Regions from separate parts of the Danio rerio genome. Here region 1 is linked to region 2. A link is a contact called in public Hi-C data. All regions are on one chromosome and are shown on one strand. Each heading gives the region's core, a stretch centred on a gene start, on an enhancer-like site or on the middle of the called end of the contact. The rest is flanking DNA. Distances are from core to core; before and after follow the strand shown.

Evidence for each region. A called contact is a pair of places that touch in the nucleus more often than the background predicts.
Region 1: a contact with region 2 is called in a Hi-C map of hematopoietic stem cells, with 4 times the contacts expected there. The contact joins the promoter of jade1 here to the promoter of mrpl57 in region 2. A contact is called at or near these places in 4 of 18 Hi-C or Micro-C datasets (caudal fin, embryo, hematopoietic stem cells and 1 more) and 1 of 4 datasets of contacts at active chromatin or transcription factors (embryo).

What each region holds. Positions count from the first base shown.
Region 1 is chr17:28,295,546-28,302,038 of GRCz12tu, forward strand. It overlaps jade1 (jade family PHD finger 1), which reads left to right and starts at 2,648. Exons shown (of 11, transcript NM_199805.1): 1 at 2,648-2,729; 2 at 4,586-4,669; 3 at 6,406-6,476. The coding sequence starts at 4,621. It overlaps asmt2 (acetylserotonin O-methyltransferase 2), which reads left to right. Exons shown (of 9, transcript NM_001110477.1): 8 at 121-243; 9 at 358-1,039. The coding sequence ends at 569.
Region 2 is chr17:28,080,002-28,086,159 of GRCz12tu, forward strand. mrpl57 (mitochondrial ribosomal protein L57) reads right to left here and starts at 3,798. Exons shown (of 2, transcript NM_200775.1): 1 at 3,763-3,798; 2 at 1,553-2,019. The coding sequence starts at 1,987. The coding sequence ends at 1,676. It overlaps ttc7b (tetratricopeptide repeat domain 7B), which reads left to right and starts at 5,041. Exons shown (of 20, transcript NM_001080603.1): 1 at 5,041-5,207. The coding sequence starts at 5,087.

The sequences.
Region 1 (6,493 bases), core at 1,398-3,897, 210 kb after region 2:
AGGTGAGCATGAGACTTTCATAAACTTAAAACAAAAGATTTAGAACATTTAAATTGTAATGTAAAACTGCAGTGATGAAATATAACTCTACTATAGTTTTTCTAATCTCTGTGTTTGCAGGGGACTTCTTTGAAGAGGAAATCCCTCCAGCAGATTTATACATTCTTGCCCGAATCATTCATGACTGGAAAGAGGAGAAAAATCTCAAGCTGCTGAGGAAGATTCACGCAGCATGTCATCCAGGTGAGAAATACCACATTCAATAAAGCAAGATTACCAGATCAACAGTAGTAATCAATGGCCCTCAAAGGACATCAAGCATCTGACTCGCCCTTTTGTCCTCCTTACCATCTCTAGGTGGAGGTGTCCTGATAGCAGAGGCTCTGCTGTTTGAGACCCGCAAAGGTCCAACTATGGTTCAGATCTTTTCTCTGAACATGCTGGTCCAGACCGAAGGGAAGGAACATCCACCGTCGTATTACACACACCTGCTCACAGATGCAGGATTCAGTGACGTGCAGGTCTGTCGGACCGGAAAATCATACGATGCTATTCTGGCACTCAAATGAACAAGAACCAAAGTGATTCTAGTACCCTTTCTGCCTTGTCTGCAGTCCTGTTTTGATCAGACACATCAGTAATCGTGTTCACGCACACGTCAGACGTTTGTTGTTTGTTTTGGGAATATGATAAAAGAGTATTTTCTCCATCACAATGTAAATACACTACTAATCCTTACATTTCCTCCTGAAGACTGAAGTCTTGGTAGAGATTAGGTGTAGTTATTTGTGAATCTTCCTCCCTGAGGCCTACAGAAGTGGTCTGAGAGGCGGTGGGACAGGAGCTGTTTTTCATTGGCCAGTGATGTGTCAAAAATAAGCTCCTCCCTCCATCCTGTCTGGTGTATCTTTGCACTGCCATCTTGATAAATGGTTGCGTGTTGACCCCTAGTGGTTGTTGGTTGTACTAACAATGTATAAAACATGAAAAAACATGCATAATGTGTAAATAAAATAGCAGCAGGAGATGTTTAACTAAACAAGGCATCCATATCATTCAGTTTCATCAATATGATGATTTTGTTTTGTCAAAAATTCCAGACAACTCCTAGTTAATTTACTCATCCTACTACAGGAGGTTGTTTTAATGGATTTTTTGAGGGATAGTTCACCCAGAATTATTATTTTTTTTGCTGTTAGTATATTAATATACAGAATATTAAATGAGATTTTGTAGCCGAAACTTCGGTCCTTGCTGATTAATAAAATGCTAATTAGTGGCTACTAGTACACTGAGAGTCCTGCTGACACGCTGCAGTCTTAGGAAGCATAACAATCAGTCGAGAAACTGAACATTGTTTACGTGAAGCTTGTGCTCCAGACTGTCATCAACACACTGTTTGCTTAACACTGTGGATTAATATTGTTGTAAAAAAGGCTCAATTTGGCGATGCGATGGCGCAGTGGGTGGCACGATCGCCTCACTGCAAGGTTGCTGGTCTGAACCTCGGCTGGATCAGTTGGCATTTCTGTGTGGAGTTCGCATGTTCTCCTCATTTTTGTGTGGCTTCCTCTGGGTGCTCCGGTTTCTGCCAAAAGTCCAAAGACTTGCGCTATAGGTGTATTGGGTAAGCTAAAATTGGCCATAGTGTATGTGTGTGAATGAGTGTGTATAGATGTCTCCCAGTGATGGGTTGCAGCTGGAAGGGCATCCGCTGCGTAAAACATATACTGGATAAGTTGGCAGTTCATTCCACTGTGGTGACCCCAGATTAATAAGGGTACTAAGCCGAAAATAAAATAAAAGAATGAATAAGGCTCAATTTCTTGCACAGACCATTTACTATTCTTCAGAAGACGTCCAGTGTCTCATAAAGAGGCACAGATATAAACTTTGTATTGTGTTTATGTTTTTTGGTCACTCTCAAACTACTGGTACCCTTTCATTTGCAATTAATTGAATACCAAAGACCTTAGTTTACGCTAAAAACCTTATTTATATTCTACTGAAGGAATAAAGTCCACACCTTGGGTGGCCAAAGGATGATTATATTAAAAGTTTTTTTTTTAAATCATTATTTTAGATCTTTTGTTTGTGTACAGTTTTTTTCTTGTAAACACATGCTCCACCCTTGATCATGTGGCAAACATTTATATTTTCCAACGGAAAAATCTAATAAAGGAAAATGAACAAAGCCTATTGCTGGGAAGTGATCCTATGGGATTTACAGTCTTTGCATTTTGTATCTTCTCCAAAGGTTCAGGATATTTGTGAAGCACCTCACCCTCTCATAAAGCAAACAAACAACTCAAAAGAATTATTTTGAAGCTTAAAATTATTTGATTGGATATTTAAGATTTATTATTACATATTTTATCCCACTTTGGATTAGTAGTGATGACATAACATGACACTTTCCTTTATTTAAACAGTTTTCCGCCAAGGATTTATCTTAAAATAAAAATAGTGGGTTTAAACTCTGTCATCATCATCGTCATCTCCAGTCAAAACAGATGTGGTTATTATGAAACAGCTGAAATGGAAGTCATGATAATCGTATGTGCGTGCGCGCGCGCACTAGCGCCCCCTGCAGGAAACAAGCAGCGGCGGCGCGCATACGTAACCTGCATGTGTTTGTGTGTGTGGGGTGGAGGAGAGGAGAGGCGACTACTCAAACTCTGAGCAAGCGCCACAGAAACGCCAGCGCAGGATCAGCCAGACCTGTTTATGTAGGTACACCAGATTTTCTCGCTGTGCTATAGTATGTGTGTTTTCCAGGCAGGGAGGTGCAAGTGTTTTCCAGGATTTCCGCGAGCTCTTCATGCAGATGGTCCGGTGCAAATGTAGCACGTCATTAAAATGGCGCCAAAAGATTAAGTTGAGCAGGAGCAGACGCTGCCCTAAATAAATGTTTTCATGCATGTGGCCTCTTTATTGATTTCTATGAGCCGCGGATGTGGTATTCGTGAATATTTGGTTGTTACTTTGAATCGCGTAGGTGCTGGTCGTGCGCGCGCATGTGTGTGTATGTGTGTCCAAGCGTCATATCGCAAGTTAGGCGCGCGCGCCCTGGCCTGACTGCTCGGCTTGTGCTATTTGGCCTTAAAGTTTTGCAATTGAACCTGAAATTGGCGTCAAATACACGTCGGTGTTTTCCACTTTTGATTTATGTACGGATTCTGCATATTTTCGGAGGACTATTAGACAGTTTTCCGCGTGCCACTGCCTGGGCTGGTCCGGATTCAGCACTGCCATGATGTTGTGAAAATAACGGTGAAAAATAGTAACTTTTCTTAGGGGCTTGCGTTAGAAGTTAAATTCTGTAAATTTATAGATTTGCGCAATAGAAATTACTTTTTTAAATCGAACGAATGTTCCAGCACAACTGGATTTTCTTTATGCAGCACGTCTGTGCTTAAATATACAAACGAGCAGCAGGAGCTGTGTATAAAAACGCTGCAAAATTCATTTTGATTCGTGAGGAAACGCGTATTAATAGTTTTGTTTTTAATTTGCTAACTGGCATTGAAATGGACAGCTATGTGACGTCAAGGGGCGTGGTCTGCCAGCAGCGTCACGTTCAGCGTTTGCGCTGCGTGAATCTGCTGTCGAGTGGTAGATGTCCTGCTGTAACGTTGTTTCGTTTTTTCCTCTACTTGTACCGTTGGATTTAGCTGGTACCTGTGATATTTTAACTGTTAAAATATTTTTTTAACTGTATGATCTTGGCTAACTTAATAAAAAAACAAGTTTAACATATCTAAACCTTTTTCGTATATCCCAATCGGCATGGGTTTGCTTTTCTCTATTGGTTCTCAGTTAACAGTTAGTCAAACTGATTTTAAGTGGTTCACCTGAAACTGTGTTTGCTAGTGAAATATTAGGTGTGTCGAGGTAAAAATAATTTTAAAAAAGCCTAAAGCTGCTCTGAGGTTTGTTTCTGAGTTGTTTGTCATTGTAGTATTTGTGTTTACGACACTCCGTACGTCCATATAACGTTACCTCCATATTATATATTGATCATAAACTAATATGATGATGCATTATATTCTTACATCAAAACTTGAGTGACGTTGTTCTCATGTGCACCAGTTGCTCAGTTTATTTTCTGTTTTCTTGTTAGATATTTGAGATTAGGGAAATTACATTAGTTTAGCATGTTTTCAATACCCTACCTAGAGCAGAATAACAAAAACTGGTGAAGGTGAAGTGTGTACATTTCTCGCACACGCCCCCGTCTGACAGTGGGTAATCCAACACTTAGTCCCGCCCTCAGACTCATGCTATTGGTTCAGTCCATGTTTGTCCCGATGCTCAACCAAACAGCAACGGTTGGTAGCGCCACATTGTTTACACTTTTTGAAGGAGTCAGATTAAGGATGGATTACCTAATATAGTTCAATTCTTCATATTAAGCTGTCGTATAAGTATATATAACGTGTGAAATAAAGTATCTTAATTGGTGTATGTTAGGTTTCTAAATTCGTATGGCCTGTGTGTGCTGGCTGGGGTACGCGCACTCCACAGTGATCTCCCCAGGTCAGTTTTCAGGAATGTTCTACTAATGTTTGATCAACCTCTGCAGATTTCCGCATCACTTGAAGGCCACGGCAGCTCAGGATGAAGCGAAGCCGTGTCCCGAGCACCAGCGAGGACTCGGACAATGGGAGTGAGTAGACAGACGCTGTTTTTTCAAGTATCAGCTTGCCTAAAGAAATCTGTTCACTCTCAAAACTAATGTTGACTGTCATGAAAGTTACTTTGATATCACAATGGACTATACCTACATTTTTATGCAGAGTGTTTATTAGAAGTAATTATCTGTGAACATTTTTCATTTGAATATTATTGTTAGTAGAAATTAAGTTATAAGTGAAGTAAATGATTAAGGAGTAATTCAGTTAACAGACATGCTTTTACTTAAGATGTTGTGTACAGTACAGTGTACAGTACAGTTGATCTGCATTTTCTAAATATACAATAATCAATCATCTAAAGCAACTTATCAGTCATCTGAGTTCACAGCAATGAAGCGCAACAGTTACAGGCTTGTTGCTAGATCAGATACAATTGTGGACAGAGTTATTTATATTATTTATTAAATCTTGTGCGCAGCTGTATTCTATCTAGACTTTACCCAGTTATAGTGTTCAGTACTACATTTCAGTAGTTTAAAGAAACATACAAGCAAAGATACTGCACTGCTGGAAAAAAAGCGGGCGCTAATGCACCCTATTAACAGACAACAACTATCTAATCAGTTCCAGATGGAGAAAAGTCCCACCCGACTGTTTTTTTTTTCTAAGTCAAAGATTTTTTTCAATTGCACATAAGCAATTCCAGCAATATGGATGTGACATTTTCAGGAAAACTTAAAACACATAAATACACAGAGAAAGTAAATGTTAACATTATATTCAGGGTTCATATGGTCATGGAAAACCTGAAAAAATCATGGAATGTTGACATTGCATTTTCCAGGCCTGGAAAAGTTTTGGAAAAACTAAAATCCCCTCAAAGTTTTGGAAAGGTCATGGAAATTAGTTTAACAAATATCTGTACACTTGAATATAGATTAGTTGTCTTTACTTTTTTTCTGTTTTTGGCCAAAAACATGGTCCCACATTGTGAATGCTGCTTTAGCATTGTCTAAATAAATTGTACATACAATAGATGTAAAAATACATTTTTTTTTGTTTTTTGATATGTTGTAATGAATTTGAACGTGCACAGTTTTTTCTATTATTTACTATGTGTATGTATGTATTACTTGAAAGTCATGGAAAAATCATGGAATTTTAGTTGTAAAATTATATATGAAGCCTGTATATTGAAAAATCTGTTTATATTTTTCAAAGAACTAACCACAAAGTTATGGAATCAGAAAAATATCAATCTGTTAACATTTTTGGATTTTAAATGAGGGAAATAAACATGCGTTATGGATGTGACCAAAAAAATTAGTGAGTTTACAGTATACAACTTACTTTGTAGTAATTCTGTGAACAACCCAAAAGAAATAATGCTAATCTAAAAAATAAGAGTTGGCTCTCTTTAGAACTAAAATTATTTATTTATTTATTTTTGCATTTCTGAGGAAAAAAACTTGTTTATGGATGTGAAATTGCACATCAAAAATAATTGTTTGAAATCATTGAAAGAAAAATTTTGAAGTTTTTTTTTTTTACAGTAGAGGGGAAAAATGCAAATTTTGTTTTATGCTTATTTTAATATTTCACCCTTTAGCTATAACCCCAACACGATCCTTCTACCTTTGCAAAACCAGTTCTGCCGTTTTCTGAAACTATTACAGCTGCTAATAACATGATCTCTCTTTATCAGCATCTTCAGCACAGGACATGTCTTGCATGTCATATCATGTTTTTTTTTCCTCAATTCTTTTAGGTAATTCCACATCCTGGTCTCAGCACTCCAACTCCAAGCACAGGAAACAGAGTGGGAAAAGACCATCTGAGGTACACAAAACTCACTC
Region 2 (6,158 bases), core at 2,548-5,047:
GGCAGCATATTAATGTATCCTATTATAAAATCTAAAGGTGGGCATATGATGTTTATCTGTCATTTGTTTAACATCCCTTTATTTGCTCTGACTACAGAAACAGTTCTTATGACAGCTAGCAAAGGTAGTCATTGAAATAAGTGGCTGTTTACATGAAGTTTTAGTCTGATAGTGTCATCTTACATTGCAGAATGGATTTGTATATTCAGATTTTGATGGTAGGTACTAATGAGCACTTTCTCTTTCCACCCACTACCTGCTGCCAGAATTCAGGACTGGAAATGGCCTTATAACTGAACTGAATTTATCATGCTATTAATATATTTAAATTATAAATTATATATTTAATTTATTAAATTATATATTTAACATGGTGAAACTACAATGAAGATGAAAAGTAGGTTAATTATAAACACTTGATTTTTCCAGAAATAGTCTAATAATTATCATTTCAGATGTAGAGGAAATTAACTGTGCTAGTAGAGCAGTGTTTTACAAATAACCCTGTTTGTTAATAGATGGTCATTAAAATTGGAGTATTGCAATGGTTTTATCACCCAAAAATTTCTTTTGTTTACAGCAGTCAGAAATTACATTCGTCTATTTTCTTCCTCCACAGTTCATTAACTAGCGTTTCTTAGCTAAAATGTTGTCATCAAGGATTTTCCAGAAATTTTCAATCGGGTATGGATCAGCACTCTAGGCTGGACATTTCATTATTTCAAACTTTAATTGACTGTTTTACCCATTTTGCTTTGTGATAGGGCTCCTTCTGCTGCTCTAAAATTGAACTGCTTCTCAATGCATGGGAGAGAAAGATTTTGAGAAGGATCTTTGGAACAGTCTGTGACCAAGGTGAATGGTGGATAAGGAGTAATGCAGAAGTGGCAAACCAGTATGGTGAGCCAAGCCTGGTCACAGAAATAAAGAGGAACAGGTTAAGATGGCTGGGCCATTCAGAAAGATTTCCTAAACAGAGAGCTGTTAAAAAAAGTGTACAAGCTAAAGCCAGAAGGAATATGTCCTGGCAGGCCATGGAAGAGGTAGTTAGACAACGTAGAAGAAAATCTACGTTTCCTAGGACTGCATGCTTGGAGAAATCGAGCATTGGATCCAAAGGGCTGGAGGGGAGTGGTTGAAGAGACCGAGGCTCTACAAGGGGCTAGCGCTGCTGGAGGAAGAAGAAGATTATGTAGCTTTATAGGAGGCCCAACTCCTCTTCATAAAAACATCCACAAACCCTGACACTCCAACTCAATCATTAATTGACTTCTTTACATACTCAAGGTTCAGTCTTTCCCAGTTTGATGACGAACATATTGTATTCCATTAGACCCAAATTAAACTTTTTTTCCATCACTAAAGTGTACTTTGGACCAGTTTCTCCACATTATCTTTTTTGTTAGGAGTGCTTATAAATCTGCTCATTTAACGCTGTAAAATAACTTCAAATAAGTAGTGACAAACAGATTTCAAAAAACTGTAGGTTTTGATCTTCAGAATACACCATAAACACAAAATATTATATCACAAACAGAGGAGGTGCCAAATGTGATGATTAGAAATCATTTATAAACAGAAACACACAGATGTACAACAGAGCAAATATCAAAGACAAAAACTAGTATGATTTCATCTCCATCCATCAGATATCCATCAGTCTGTGATGTTCTGGTTAGCTGGGCCAGGTCTTGGTGACCCTTAGGTGGTTCAGTTGGTCTGCGATGTATTTGTGTTCAGGAAACTTGGCTTGTCGCTCAGCTTTGATTTGCTGCCACATCCACTCTCGCCTCTGTGCTGCGTGGCCTCGCTCCTGTTCCAGCGTCATGAATGGCCGGCTGATCCAGTATTCATTCTCTGCTTCTTGTTCTAGCCGTTTGATCACATTCCGCTTTATCTGCCAGGTAACAGGTCGTGGTCGTCGATACTTCCCAATCCACTGCTTTCCTGGAATCCCCTTCCGCAACAGTGCTAGAGTCAAGAACATTCTCAAGCTAGTGAAGGGCTACGAGAGTAAAGCTGTGGAAAATACCACAAGCAGTTCAGATGACACAACAGACATTACAAAATTGCACATTTAATATATATATATATATATATATATATATATATATATATATATATATATATATATATATATATATATATATATGTATATATATATATATATATAATATGGTGATACAAAGGAAACAATAATTATTACAGGAATTTTGTGAACAATGTGTTTTATGTTATATCTATTGGCACACATTTTGCTGGAAATATATATAGATCATAAACAGCCATTCACTTAAATTTGGCACCCTTGATAAATATGAGCTGTGAATAATAAGTCTATGATAAAAAAGGTGTTTTTGTTTCAAGTGAGTGATAAGTCAAGTATAATTTAATTCCAATAAAAATATACATTTATAAATTTTGCTGTCTTTTTTTTTTTTAATCGGAGGACTGATGACTTAATTCTATCAGTCATGTTAATATTAGCACTTCAAATTTACTACAGGGCTGATGGCTGTTTTGGCTGATGTTATGAACTCAAAAATACCACTCTGCTCACATACTGTTTTTCCATTAAAATATAAAGAAGATATTGCATTTGAATGCAGAGCATAACTATAAAACTGCCCCAAAACAAAACAAAGATTAGTGCACTTATGATTAGAATACAAATAAAAAGTGTTTTTTTATTTTTATTTAAAAATGCCATCATGGGAGCCAATAGTCAGTTTTAGCAACTGAATCATAATATACGTTTATTAATATTAATTATGGTGTCTTTCTTTAAGGAACGATGGACTTATTAGAAATTTCATATTCTGTTTCCTTATGTACTGCTTGATGAACAATATTCATCAGAAATGTGGATTAGTTTTAACACCATTTTACTAATTCTAAAATTTAAATATCTAAATTGCCATTAAATACAAATGAGATGAAAATCAATGTATTGCATGATGTAAATACAATGGGTGGATGGATAGAGGTAAAGTTGGTTTTATATTCGGATATTCAGACATTCCCCTTAATAATATCTTTCATAAAAAGTATTCTTTGGAAATTCTAAATAGGTAAATCATATTAGCAGCAAATGACTATCAAAGTACAACATTGTTCACAGTCAAATAAACAGTGTTAATGTTGTTTTCAAATCATACTTCCATGCTAATTCCGATCGAATATTCAAAGTAACATAGTAAACAATATATAGACTGCTAAATGAACGAATGTGTGAATATAAAACCAACTTTACCTCTATGGTGGATGGGGGAGGATGAACCATCCCTTTAAAATGACATTCACAATGCACTTATGTCTATGTATATTCTTGGGAATGCCTACTCAGTCTTAAACAGTAGATTTTGTTATTCGTGCTGATGTCTTTAAACCCATAAACAATACACACGTGAACCTATCAAATGTAGACTTATTAACTTACTCGTGAACTGCTAAAAGATAATTCTGACCTTGACATTAAATGGCAAAGACATCAAATCAACAGCATATTAAACAGATTAACAAGCAAAGTTTAAAGATAGCATGATCTAACCTCCGTTTTAAATATCTAATAAGTCGCATTAGCATTGTAACACGTTTAAATGAATCCTAGAGTACATCATACACAACTATGCAGGTAAAAAGCGAGTAAGCGAGTAAAACTGTTCAGGCGATACACAACCAATGTATTCCTAAGAACATATATCTAGAGATGAGCATCACTAGTTTATATAATATTACTGAGAAGCACAATAAATTACTTACATAATTTCGTCTTCAAATCCACGGCCAGCATGCCGCAAGCAGACCGATTCTGTGAATGTCAGACTCAGGGGGCTGTTGGTTGTAGCGCCTCCTACAGCACCGGCGGTCACAGTACAGTGCGCTCTGCTGGCTGGTGAACTACAAAAACCTGGAAGGGACGCTTTATGAGAGGGAAAGAGCTGCGTTTAGGTAACTAATAAAAATCAACAAAATAAACGTGTATGAATTAAACTACTTCAATACAGTAAGGCTAATTACTTATATACACATATCCTAATTGTTTGCTGACAAATAGGCATCCCATAAGCAGAACAGTGAGTCTCAGATATGTTTTAGTTTTTTAGTTTTTTATTAAAATATTGAAGATATTTTTTTCGATATTTATCGATTACTTTGTTAGTTACTTTTTTAAAGAAATGAGTAGAAATAATAATAAATATTATTAATATCATTATTATATATTACTTTACGTAACATTCATGGTAAATGTGAATGCAGTTTGTTATTTGTTGAGGTTTAATAAAAGTTGTTAGACATTTTTAAATGATTGTAGCTGATTGCACATCAATGATTCACATCAATGATTCAGTTTTTACAGTTTTTATTTTAATAAAATATTTAATAATAGTATATATTCCTTTGTTTATTTATTCATTTTATACGTTTGCAATGTATTGTTATTTATTTACGCATGTATAAAATGTATTATTGTTAATTTTTAAGCAATATATCAAATTACTTCTTAATATTACCAATGTATTATTTTGTTTTAATCTGTATTCTGATTTTTGTTATTTTTTTTATTATTGCAAATCATACAATCATTGTATTTGCTTATTATTAAGTTAATTAATTTAATTACTTTTCAATTGATAATTTGCTATGCTGATGTTTATATATTTATTCATCTTAATAAAATCCTAGCTTGTTTATTTTTTCATTTAATTTGTTTAATTATTTAGTATTTATTTGTAGTTATTTTTGATTTTTTTTTTTTTTTTTTGCATTTATTCCCAAACATTTTCACAGCTTCGTCTCCTCCTGACACTAGATCATTTGCAGAACTCATTATTCAGAAATAATAACTACTGTATGCTATGATTGCCCAGTCAAAACAAATAATATAAAAAGAAGTAAATATAAAAAAGCAAATCAAAACCATGTTTTATAGTTAAAAAGATCACCTGACAGGAATCTATCCAATCAGCGTTCAGTTTCGTGGCCCGGAAGCGTATTCCCGTTCATGTTTTTGTCGTCCTCTCCAGGTCTTTGATGTTTCTGTGCTGCGGCTCTGGTCGTGTTTTGGTCAGGAGGTGGTGGAAAGATGACAGCCAGAAAGTCCGGGTCGCGATTAGAGACTGAAATAGAGCGCTGTAGATCTGAGGGACAATGGGACAAAATACCAGAGCTCGTGCGGCAGCTGTCGGCGAAACTCATCTCCAACGGTGAGAGTGATTTATCTTTATTTTCTCATGGCTAACGCGTTAGCTCGGACAGTCTGTCTCTCTCTCTCTCTGTGTGTGTCTCAGGCCTGATGGCAGATCAGTCTGATTCATTCATGGACATTTTTCTACATGTGTAATGTTTCACTCAATGAATACTTTAATCTTAGGTTGACGGGGCTGCGATATTGATGTCCTTTAAGTAGCATCCCGTTTATCTGCCCAGCACACTTCCTGATTGCTCATAGCTGTGTCCATTCATCTTCACAAGTGATAATCATTCACATTTTTGTCAACTCTATAAAGTTATACAGAGTTGCTGTTTGGTTTATTTTCTTGAGAGGATGTGTTGTGGTTTTATTAGTGTTTTCTGTGTTATCATTGCTGAAAACAGTGATTCAGATAGATAGTTAAATAATTGATTGTTGCATTTTCACACTTTTAAAAAAATCAACAACATTAACAAACAGATAAAGAAAAGGATAAAGAAAGAAGTGGAAATGGAGTAGATAAGGACCATACAAAATATTATCAGAGATCACTTAAAACTAGAAGCATTTGAAAATATATATTTATAAGCACAGGACCTACTGTATAGCATTGACACATGTTTGTGCAAATGAACATACACTACAATAACATAAACACTGTAAAATATATTAAAATGAATATCTGACTTGAGTATAATTAATATTTGATTATTATTATTATATAATTTTTTTTTACAAATGATCTAAGTTGTTAAGATATAAATATGTGAGGGATATGAACTTTCTAGTTGCCAAATTAACAGTTCTAATTTTCACTTAGTTTACGTTAATGTACTAAATAGGCATGGGCCGATATAAGATTCTGACGGTATGTTAACCTTGAATAAAAATATCACGGCTTCACGATATTGTGATTACTGCTCTAAAATATATTTGTTTTAAATGTCTGAGTAAAAAACATCAA